Regions from separate parts of the Gossypium hirsutum genome. Here region 1 is linked to region 2. A link is a contact called in public Hi-C data. All regions are on one chromosome and are shown on one strand. The core of a region is the stretch at or near the end of the contact, and the rest is flanking DNA. Distances in the headings are between cores, read along the strand shown.

Region 1 (5,936 bases), core at 422-2,921, 230 kb after region 2:
CGATAACCTTTTTTTTTAAATTTAAATAATGACATGATATAATTTTAAAGTGTCACATCATCACCTCTTAACGACGTTACAAAAAAATGACTAAATTGTTTGATGAAATCTTTGTTCAAGTACCAATATAGACCAATTTTTTTTTAGGACCAAGATGTTGGGGATCAACCTGTATAAATAATGAACAACAAAATACAGAAAATCAAACAAACAAATATTTACGTGGAAAATTCTCAGATAAGAAGATAAAAAATCAAATGCAAAAGGAGACTTCACTAATGAGAAAGTAATCTGAAAAGTACAAGATAGAGATAATAAAAAATAAACCCTGAACGCCGAATACAAAATCCTCCGACTAAAACACAAAATTCTCATAAAGCTCTGTTAAAGTTATTTCTTAATTGTGTTATGTTATATTTTTCATCAACTATTCTAGGATTACTAAAGGCCCTTTTATAGACCAAATTTGGAGGTCAAATATGACTAAAATATCCTAGATTAATTAGAATTTGATTGGGGAAAACAATTAAAGTTTAACTAAGAGAAGAAACCCGATTATCGTGGGAACACCTCATCACGTCGCAACGTCCCAACACTTCTCGTCATGACATCATCATCATCATGACATCCGATGTCGTGTCATCAAGACGTCGTCTGCTTCATGTCTCCAATTGGCTTCATGTGATTGCAACGTCACGTGGATCTTCGTCGTGATGACGCCTCTGTTTTGGCTCTTGATTTGTCCAAAATGCGAGGCACACTCCACACAAGATGAAAAAGGTTGCCAAGTTCAAGAACTAAATATGGCCTTGTTTTGTCTTTGTAATTACTTTTTAGTGATATGATTAAATTGTTGTCACTACAGTCAATAATTTGGTGATAAATAACGATTCATCATTGTAAAACTTTTTATTTAGGAATTCATTTTTTCGTCACTTTATTTTCTTGTGGTGAATTAATTTATGTCAGTAAAGCCCTTTTTGCCAATGAGTAAACTTGCGTCACTTTTGATAGATGTTATATCGTTGCATTGAATTTCATCACTATAAGCATCTTTTATCAGCGGACAAATTTTCTTTCCCTATGGTTGACACATTTAGCCAAGGTTTATAGATTAGTTAGGCCATTGATTCATCAGTCTAACTACTTTGATTAAAAAATCATTAATATTTTTTTAAAATGAAAATATTAAAAAAAAACCCTATTTTTTTAGCTAGTTTTGTTGGTTTGTATCAATGTCTAATCTAACTAGTTCAATATCATTCTTTGAATCGATAGCTCAATGAATTTCCAATCCAATCCAATTCAAGCATCATTGTCTTTAACAATAGCATATTTTCTCTCACTTTTGCCTTTTGCATGAACTAACTCTTTTAACGTTATAGTTTAGTGATTTAATTTATGGATAATAACTTTCGTTGTATAATTAACTTTTGGTAAAGTAAATTTTTTAGTGTAAATTTTGTGGTAGGTAAATAAACATAAATAAGAGTATATTTAAGGGGCTAGCAGGGGCGACCCTTTTATTTTAAAAAAACTTTTATTTAGACCTTTTAAAAATTTAAAATTTAAAATTAATAAAAATAAAAACTTCCTAAAATAATAAAAATTTAATAATAATAAAATTACCATAAAAATTACAATTTAAATATTTTATGATTTCCATAGCATGAACAACTCCCGACCCTGATCCCAAAGCCATAAGTGGAGGGCTCAGCCACTCAGCACGGTATCATATGATTGGTTAACTCTACCGGTGACTTGTATATTAAAAGACTTTGATAGGTGCGGCAAATCGGATTATTTTGGAATTGGATGGAATCTTACGTGTAATCGACTCCAAGGTTGGCATATTTCCCTTATCTTCCGTTTCCTTTCTAAATATAAAAATAACTCGTTAATGCCATGATTATAAAGAAAGGGAAGCCATGATTATAATAATACAAGTTTTTATTGCTTTCATTCAGTTGTTTGTATGATCTTCTACCATCTGGAACACGAAAAAGGAGAAATTATCTTGAAAAGTGTAATTGAGTTTTTCTAAACAAAAGAATGGGAAGTTTTTGTCGGTTTCGTACAAAGCTCGGGGTATTATTAGATAATTGAGACATTGGGATTTGGATTTGGATTTGGATTTGGATTTGGAAGACTTGCGTGCGGTTACACTCAGCTTGCGGATACAAAAGAATTTATGCCGGAAAATAGAGGAGAAAAAACTTCCCATTTTACTGTGCACCGTAATATAAAACATCATTATCTAATATAACCCTCCAAGTCCAAAAGAGAGAGAAAAAAGATAACAAACCTGTTGGTGTCACCCGGAAATGGCGGCAACGAGGAAACCCTTACTGTCTTTGCTAAGCAGAGTGAGCCGAACAAGCAGGAGGACCTATGGTGTTCTGGCTGAAGGCAGCTCTTCTTCTTCTTCTTCCTCTTCTAACCATCTCATCAACCTTGAATACGAATATAGTGCCCACAAGTAAGTTCTTTTCTCTCTTTTTTCATTTGATTCATCCTTAATCTCTGGGCTTAATCTTTCTCTTCTTCTGGCAATTCAGTTTTTTTCTTCTTGTTTTGGGTTCTGGGTTTTGGTTCTTTGATCTGAAAAGCATCTACTATCACTTGTATTCATGTTTTCGGTTTTGCTTACGTTTATCGGAAACATATTTATTATAATTAGTATTTGTGGTTTTGGTTTTGCTTTGTTAGCTTCAAGCTTTAGTCTTTGTTGATCGTTCCTGTTAGAATGATGGATTATGTGAGATTTTTCTTCGATAATATAAATGGGTTCAATTGATCTTTCCTGTTAGAATGATGGAGTATCTGTTGCTGTGTCCAAGTTCAATAGGGTGAAATTTTTTAACTTCTGTATTCAGGTTTTGTTGATATAATTAGACCATGCCCTAATATGTAGACTCAGCCAATTAGATTAATGGATTTTGTTGAGGACCTTTGATTGAGTTTCAATGTGGAGAATAGGAAATCACAAAACTTTTCCATGGAGGATATTTTTTATGGTCTCTGAAGTTGCCTTTTCATTTGTAATTTGATTCCATTGCCTTTATTTTTTCAAGGATAGAGTAAGCAAAATTACTTTTCTTGTTCAAGTACAGTTATCACCCAATTCCTGTTGTATTCTCTGAAGCAAAGGGATCAATCATATGGGATCCAGAAGGCAAGAAATATCTGGATTTTCTATCAGCTTACTCAGCTGTTAATCAGGTATAAACAGTGTAATTTATGTTGTAGTAATCCCTACACCTGTAGGTACCTCTTTGCTTTGTCTTATTAATCCATTTGTTCCTTCTGTTATGCACTAGATCGGGGGGTGGGGGGGCAGAGGGAATTCCTCTTGCCGAGCATACTCAGCCAAAAGGCAGAGTAAAAGCAAAGAAATCCACCATTTGCATTTTTCTTGGCAATTTGAATTCAATTTTATCTGTAGTTTATGTCATTGCTTGCCACTGTAGGGACATTGTCATCCAAAGATCATCAAAGCATTTCAAGAACAGGCAGAAAGACTCACTCTCAGTTCTAGAGCCTTCTACAATGACAGGTTTCCAGTTTTTGCTGAGCGTTTGACAAGCATGTTTGGTTATGAGATGGTGCTTCCTATGAACACTGGTGCTGAAGGAGTGGAAACTGCTCTGAAGTTGGCAAGGAAATGGGGTTATGAGAAGAAAAAAATTCCCAAAAACGAGGTAAATCTTTTCAAGCTTTGCTAACTGATCTTTTGTTGTGTCTAATAGTTCCTCTTACCTGATGTGAGGCCATTAGCTGGGAAAGTATTGTAAGTTGGTTTTGGGGGCGAGAGGTGTATGGGATAATTCTGATTTTATGTAATTACTATTTTGCTTCGTCCAATGACCTTAATTGGAGATAGATACAAATACTGGAGTTCTATACAAGGGCAAAATAGTAGTTCAGGAACAGAAAACTTGTGGTGTTCCTTTTTTATTTAATTTAGTAGCAAGGCACTTCTGATTTTGGATGGCAGCTTATGTTCTATATTGTTTATCTTCTTTCTGGCTTGGTATTATATATATGCATATATATAATCTAGTAAAGTTTTATTTGTTTTTATGTTTGATTAAATAATTGTGCATATGCAGGCTATTATCGTCTCTTGTTGTGGTTGCTTCCATGGTCGCACATTGGCTGTCATCTCTATGAGCTGTGACAATGAGGCTACTCGTGGATTTGGGCCATTAGTGCCTGGTCATATTAAAGTTGATTTTGGTGATGCTGTTGCCCTTGAGAAGATCTTTAAAGGTTTGAATAGTCCCAGTACTTTTTAGTTTATTTTTTATTTGGTGCTTAAGAGGCATCAATTATTCTGGATGATCTATCTCAGTAATTTATCTTCAATGTCTTGATATATGCAGAAAAAAAGTACTTTTCTTCTATTCTAACACATTACTTATTCCTTTTGAGTGCAGAACATGGAGACAGAATAGCAGGATTTCTCTTTGAACCTATTCAAGGAGAGGCTGGTGTAAGTTTATTATCAAACATTATAAGGCTATTAAGTAGTTTGAATGGACTTGATTGATCTTTTGTGGTTTTGCTCCCTTTAGTTGTGGATATGGGAACTTTTATTGAGCCAGCAGTTTGTTCATCTTTTCCATGGTTGATATGTGTGTGTGTGTGTGATATGCTAAAGTGTTTTTGGTCTTGGTAGCTATAACTTGGTAGTTATGGGAGCTTCTTTATCCCTACCCCATTATAAGGAAACTATCCTATATGGTTACATGATTAGTACAGGGATTGATAAATTAAGGGAGATTTGAACTAGAGATCTTTTTGATGGATAGTTTTCTCTACGAATTAGGTCCCATTGATGCAGATAGTCATTAACAAGTTAGCACTTCCACCAAGTGTATGTCCTTTTTAGAAATAGAGTTTTACATAATATACAGAATTACAACCAATCTTTAAATATGAGAGATCACAGAAGATTCACACACAGAGAAAATTAAAAAAAAAGGGCGTTTTTTGTTTCCTTTCTCAAATTATATTGTTAAGTGGTTATTGCTTTTGTCCATTCTTTTGACAATGTGTTATATATTATCCCTTTCCATTTAAGGTTATAATACCTCCAAAAGGTTATCTAAAAGCTGTCAGAGATCTTTGCTCAAAATATAATGTTTTAATGATTGCTGACGAGATACAAAGTGGCCTAGCACGGTCAGGAAAAATGTTGGCTTGCGATTGGGAAGGTGTTCGTCCAGATGTTGTGGTAAGGCTGTTTTCAACTTCAAAGTTTTGGTGAAATTCCTGTACTATTTCACTATTAACCAGTGTTTAGTTCTAATTTGTAGGTAATAAATTCTGCTGACCGAATATGCTAAAACCGTGCATAATAAATTTGTGATTGTTGGTTTACAACTTTATGCCCTTTGATTTCTGCAGATATTCTAGTAAAGTAGCCATTAATAATGCATCAAGTATATATGATCCTTTTTCTCATTCTTGTAAGAAAAATGTAAAACTGGATATTGAAATGTGTAAGAGGGGGGGAGGGGGTTGAGTTGCTACAAAAATAATGAAGTACCGACTGAGACTTTGATCTGCACAAATCAAATATATTCTTGTACTTGGTGTTTATTATTTTAATAGTTTCTGTAATTTGCTTCAATGTGAGTCAGGATTGTTGTACTGTTCTCCCCTCAATTTTACTTTCCAAGCATTGATCGCATACTTGAAATGTATCTGATATACAGATTGTGAAAATAGAAATACATAACTCATAATTTGCTTTTGGTTATTCTAAAGAGGTGGTTCAGAGAGTAGAGTATTATTTTCACTTCTTTATATTGTTTATTTCTGCAATGTTTGTTATCTGCTTACAGGATCAATAGAAAGTCATATTCACTTCTCATTTATGGATCCATTGTTTTATGTAGATAATTCTTTTCTTCCCCCGTATTATAGTT
Region 2 (6,179 bases), core at 226-2,725:
CATATATCACTCCAACAATTTTTCATAAAATAACAAAACAAAAGACATGATTGTGACAAGTATGAATATAAAAAGAAATTAATGATGAACATAGCTCCATTGCAACACACGAAACAGACATATATACATGCAAGCATACACCCAAGAATCAAGTGACATCCATTCAACCTTTGACGCACATGCCTCTGACAATCAGTTGATGACAGTAGACAGACAGCAATGAATCAGTCATTTTAGAAAGACCTACTATAAGCCAACATCAACAGTGATATGGAAAAACAAATTCACTTGTGAAAGAATGTGCCCTTTTTTTTTTTTTAACATAAAACTGTACTGATGTTAGAAAGAGGTTAATGCCTGAATGGTATAAAATGCATGAACATTACCATAATATGAGCAAGACTTGGTTAAGCATGCATCTCAACTAAAGTTGCAGGATTGCAATGAAAAGAGGAAAAAAAATGTTCGTCAAAACCAAGGCATGAACTGAAAAAAAAAAGACTAAGTTATAAAATAATACAAAAGAATCAAAATATCAATGCAAGCTTTGGGCTATGTCATTAGGCAGACAAGTTAGAAAAATTGAGCAATACCATGCTAATACAACACTAATAATATCAACATATTTCATATTTAACAAAATTAGAGCAATTAACAACAATGTAACACTAATTCAAAAGTTAATTCTGAACTCTAAAATGGAAAATAATTACCCTGGTTTCGAAAATGACGACGCTGCGGAGCTATCTTCTTTGGTCTAAAAAAATCAAAATACAATTGAAATTAGTAACATCATAGGAAATGACACTAAGCCTTTTCAAAACGTAGAAAACGAAGAGACAGAGAGAGGGGAATAAAAAGGAAGTATTACCGCAACTGCATTGGCAATAAATTGTTGAGCCCTTCGACCTTTAGGGTTCAAATCCAAGTTCATGGTTCCATCAGATCTGACTACCACAAAGCTCGGCGCTTTCCTCACTGAACCAAAACAGTATTCAGAAACCATTTTTTTTTTAAAAAATCTGAAATGAAAATGAAAAAAGAAAAAAGAACAACGAACCGGAGAAGGATCTACGAGGAGAAAAAAGAAAATTTTTGGAATCGAAAGAATTGGAGGGTAATGATGATAACGCAGCAGCCGCCCCAACTCCTTGGAAGATGGCAGCCATTGAATTTGCACTTGCAGCAGCGAAAGTAAAAAAGAAATGAAATTTATTTAAAACAAAATGGAAATAAATTAAACAGGAAGAGTGAAATTTATACGAGAGGAGTAAGACAACTAGGCGAAGAATTTGAGGGTCTTTTTATTGATATTAATTTTTTTTTTAAATGTTGGGCGATTTATTTGGAGTGGAATACACGCACAAGGCATTGTTTTCATGGAAGACTAGTTCATTTAGGTTTAAATGATGAACGGTGATGCTTTGAGATTAACGATTGGGTTGTGGCGCATGTGCAACACGAAGTGGTGTTTTCTGTTGGACCAGCTAACAAAACCTAACCTGCAGCTCGTTAGTGGTTGGAACTGCGGGAATTATCTGGTACTCCTCGGCTTACAACTTTTAAACTAAGCAGTTCTTTTTTTTATGAGAAATTATCAGAAAAACAAAGTAAATTGGTTTGATTTATAAAATTAGGATGAATTAATACAAATGTTCCCAACATATTACTAATGAAATGTGAAAGAAAAGAAAAACATGCTTCACCTCTCACTGCATTGGTGTTATCTAAACACACGTTAAAGCCCATTTGAGGGCCACTTTACAAAAAAAAAAAAATCCTTCTCTAAAATTATTTACGGAAATAGGCTAACTTTTTTTATTATTTACCAAAAAAGGTCGAATTCCCTAAAAATGCGTCCATGTCAGCGCGATCTCAAATGATGTGTCAGCAAAACGTGTCCTTGGGGGAGCGTTTTGTCCACGTCAACACAAAGCGCGCCCTCAAGGAAGCGCTTTGTGTTGACGTGAACAAAACGCTCTCCCAAAAATGAGTTTTGCCCTTTTTTTTAGGGTTAAGATTTTTTGTATTGGTTTAAGGTTTTATGGTTAATGTTTTTAAGGTTAGGGGTTTTAGGTTTTTAGAGTTTAGGGTTTAGATTTTTTTAAGAAAAAAATTAATTAAATTAGGGTTTAAGGGTAGTCGATTAAATTAATTATTAATTTAAAAAATTGATTAGATTAGGGTTTAGGGTTTTAAGGTTAATTAATTAAATTATGGATTAATTTTTTTAAATAATTTTGTGTTTAGGGTTTTGGAAAAAATATATTAGCAATAAAAAAATTCTACAGTAGTTTTTGAAACAATAAAATTGAGAAGACATTTCTGAACAAATAGTGCCAAAAACGCTTCAAGCAGGATGCACTGTCAGCAAAAGTATTAAAAAAAAGCTTCCACGTGGACGCGTTTTTCCTATAGTAGTTTCTGAAAAAAAATAATTTTGAGAAGATGTTTCTGAACAAATAGTGTCAAAAATACTTCAAGCAGGATGCACTGTCAGCAAAATTACTAAAAAAAGCTCCCACGTGGACGTGTTTTTTCTACAGTAGTTTCTAAAAAAAATAATTTTGAGAAGATGTTTCTGAACAAATAGTGTCAAAAACGCTTCAAGCAGGATGCACTGTCAGCAAAAGTACTGAAAAAAGTTCTTACGTGGACGCGTTTTTTCTACAGTAGTTTCTGAAAAAATAATTTTGAGAAGATATATCTGAACAATAGTGTCAAAAACGCTTCAAGCAGGATGAACTCTCAGCAAAATTACTGAAAAAAAAGCTCCCACGTGGACGCTCTTTTTCTACAGTAGTTCCCATTTGGCCTTAGACTATAAATGAGCCAAATTTCATTCTCAGGTTGCATAAGTTACAGCAAGAAAAATTAGAGAGGCTAAGTAGAAAAGAAACTAAAGATGGGTGAACGTATTAGTGCTATTATTTACTATGATTGTGAGGTACGTCACACAGAGAACGGCGTTGTTTTTTTATCAGAGAATGCAGCGCGACTGGTTTTTAACCAGAACATAGATTTGACAGAACTTCGTAAAAGAATTAGGCGTAAAATCTTTGGAACGACGCCAATGAAAGTTTTGTCTATTAAGTATCGATTTTTTGCTTTGGTTGATCCCATGACATATGACTTATTCGACATCAATGGTGCAGACTCATCTCGCTAGTGGATCACTCTATCTTGAGTTATATGTACAATTTTCATTGCCAAATGATGCATTTGCGACTTCAACATCTACTGTTGTTCGAGAGGAATACACGACCCCTGTCCGACACGTAGTTAGTGGGTGGCAAAATAGGGAAACGCCCGTTTTTGGTAGCAGTATGGAATACACAACCCCTCCGTTAATGCATGAGACATACACATTGGTGGGTCGATGCTTGATGCTGGAAATACGTACTGGGGAATGACATCAACTTCTAATGGATCACAATCCACATCTAATTGGGGATTGTAACACCCCATACCCGAGACCGTTGCCGGAGTCGAACACGAGGTGCTAACAGACATAATACATTTATTTTCACAATCCATTTGAAAATTTTCCAGACAAGCTGGTTACTGCATCACTGTCGCCTTAAAAATCATATCTTGAGTTTCAAAACTCGAAAACCAGTTTCGTAAATTTTTCCTGAAACTAGACTCATATGTTCATCTACAAATGTTTTTCTAGAATTTTTGGTCAAGCCAATTAGTACAGTTTATTAGTTAAAGTCCCCCCTATTTTAGGGTTTGACTACACTGACCTTTGCGCATTATGACTTGGATATCTCCCTGTACAGTTCTTCAATACTGATACCGTTTGTTTCTAATGAAACTAGACTCAACAAGGAATCTATACATATAAGGCATGACTTCTAATTATCTCTGGTTAATTTATAATGAATTTCCAAAGTCAGAATAGGGAATCCAGAAACCGTTCTGGCCCTATTTCACAAAAACTTTAACATCTCATAATGTACTGTTCATATGACTGTTCCGTTACTTTCCTATGAAAATAGATTCATCAAGGTTCGATTACATAATTTATTCACTATTTAATTCCATTCCTACTATTTTTAGTGATTTTTCACATCCACATCACTGCTGCTACCAGCATCAGCCTTTAGGGTAAACTTTACCTATTACATAGTTTCCATGATTCAACTAGCCCTTTAGCATATATAGCACAAAATATGATCATGATTAACCATTCCAATGGCTAATCATTCCCAAACATTTCCATACCTCTTAATGAACATCATACAAGATGATTATAATATTAAGCTCAAAGTGTATATAAGCCATTTTCGCATGGCCATCCAAATTTATACAAAACCAAAGGGTCCATGACCAACAACAAAAAGGGTAGTCCTATACATGCCATTTCAAAGTTCAACCAAAAGTGTACCAAAAGGGGCTTTGATAGTGTGGGAGACTTCGACTTCAATAATCTCGAGTCCGATAGCTGACGAACCAAAATCTATAAAACAGAAATTCATAGAACGGAGTAAGCATTTAATGCTTAGTAAGTTTTGAGCAATGAAATTAAGCACAATTGAAGTATGGCATTCATATAACTAAACGGATAATTCCATATATACATATTCTCAAATCATTCCTACTTCACATTCCAACCCCTATATTCATACATAAGGGATCATCTTAGTCAAAGACCGGAAGCTCATTACTCAACTGAGCGAATAATATTCGAAAGAAATCAACTATTCCAATGCACATACGAAACATACCTCATTGTTGGGATTTTACGAGCGTATTAATTGAAATTATTACAGCAAGATCGCTCATTCCCAAATCACATACCTTCGAAATTTAACCGGATATAGCTACTCACTCAAATGCCTTCGGGATATAGCCCGGTTATAGTAACTTGCACCAATGCCTTCGGGACTTAGCCCGGATTTGGTAACTCGCACAAATGCCTTCGGGACTTAGCCCGGAATTAGTAACTCGCACAAATGCCTTCGGGACTTAGCCCGGAATTAGTAACTCGCACAAATGCCTTCGGGACTTAGCCCGGTTATCATCCGAATATCCATACACATATCAATAAATCATGACACATCTATATTTCATTTTCATAATTAGGATTCAATCACAAGTCGCTTATCGAGCATAATCATTTTCGGCTAAATAGCCACATACAAAGAGCATGATTTTGATTTGCTTAAAACATGATCTAATCAAATCATAATCTAAGTTCCATTACTCGAAAACTTACCTCGGATGTGGTCGAACGTTTTCGACGGCTATTCGATAACTTTTTCCTTTCCCTTATCCAACTGTGGTCCTCTAAGCTCTTGAGCTAATTCAAACAAATTTAACTTATTAAAGTCTCATTATGCTAGCTTATGGCCGAATATGACAAGGAGCTTGATAGGTCATATGGCCACCTTTTAGCTCAAATACACAATGGTCATGCGCATTTTTAATCACATTAAGCAATTTAACACAATTCATTTGAACATCAAAAGAGAACCTCAAGGTACTTAGCCCATATATACATTAGGCATTAAAGTCACATATATATATATGGAAATCATGAATCAAACTCAAAATTTTAGCCCACACTCTCTTTTAGCTGATTATCTAAGCCAAGATAAAAGCATCAATATGCTTGCCTCTAACCGAACACATGCAACACCAACCTATCTCATGTGGCCGAATATACATGTCTAGGTTGAGGCCGAGTATATGCTTAATACTTCCTACAAATATGGTTACTTGTATTGACTACATACCATTTTGTTTCAAATTCAAAACTCGGCTAATACACATATACACACTAGTAAATCAAACACTAACATTGGCACTTCACCTTACTACCATTTCTCATCTAAATAACGTGAACAACAACCACATTTCTCTTCTACTTCCTACCATGGCCGAATGCATCACAACACCATACCATTTCAATTTTGGTCATGGTTAAACAAAGAACTTAATGTCTCACTCAAAAATGCTAAAAAGAAGATTCAAGAGTCATCAATCCACCATCACATGCATCATTACAAAGCTTCACTTTTAGCATGAAAATGACATCAACACCAATCCACCTTAGCCGAATATCATCTCTATGGCATAGCAAAGATTTGAACCATGGGCTAGTTAGAACTCAAGCTAACAACTAAAAACATGCATGAGTCTCATGGCACAACATCAAACATACCTTATCC

Evidence for each region. A called contact is a pair of places that touch in the nucleus more often than the background predicts.
Region 1: a contact with region 2 is called in a Hi-C map of leaf, with 2.5 times the contacts expected there. The contact joins the promoter of LOC107961824 here to the promoter of LOC107961821 in region 2. A contact is called at or near these places in 3 of 34 Hi-C or Micro-C datasets (all in leaf).

Annotation. Positions count from the first base shown.
Region 1 is chrA06:109,945,079-109,951,014 of Gossypium_hirsutum_v2.1, forward strand. LOC107961824 (ornithine aminotransferase, mitochondrial) reads left to right here and starts at 1,672. Exons shown (of 11, transcript XM_016897989.2): 1 at 1,672-1,844; 2 at 1,968-2,479; 3 at 3,114-3,222; 4 at 3,471-3,701; 5 at 4,113-4,272; 6 at 4,440-4,495; 7 at 5,087-5,239. The coding sequence starts at 2,325.
Region 2 is chrA06:109,715,524-109,721,702 of Gossypium_hirsutum_v2.1, forward strand. LOC107961821 (pyruvate dehydrogenase E1 component subunit beta-3, chloroplastic) reads right to left here and starts at 1,476. Exons shown (of 4, transcript XM_016897987.2): 1 at 1,061-1,476; 2 at 872-978; 3 at 714-757. The coding sequence starts at 1,169.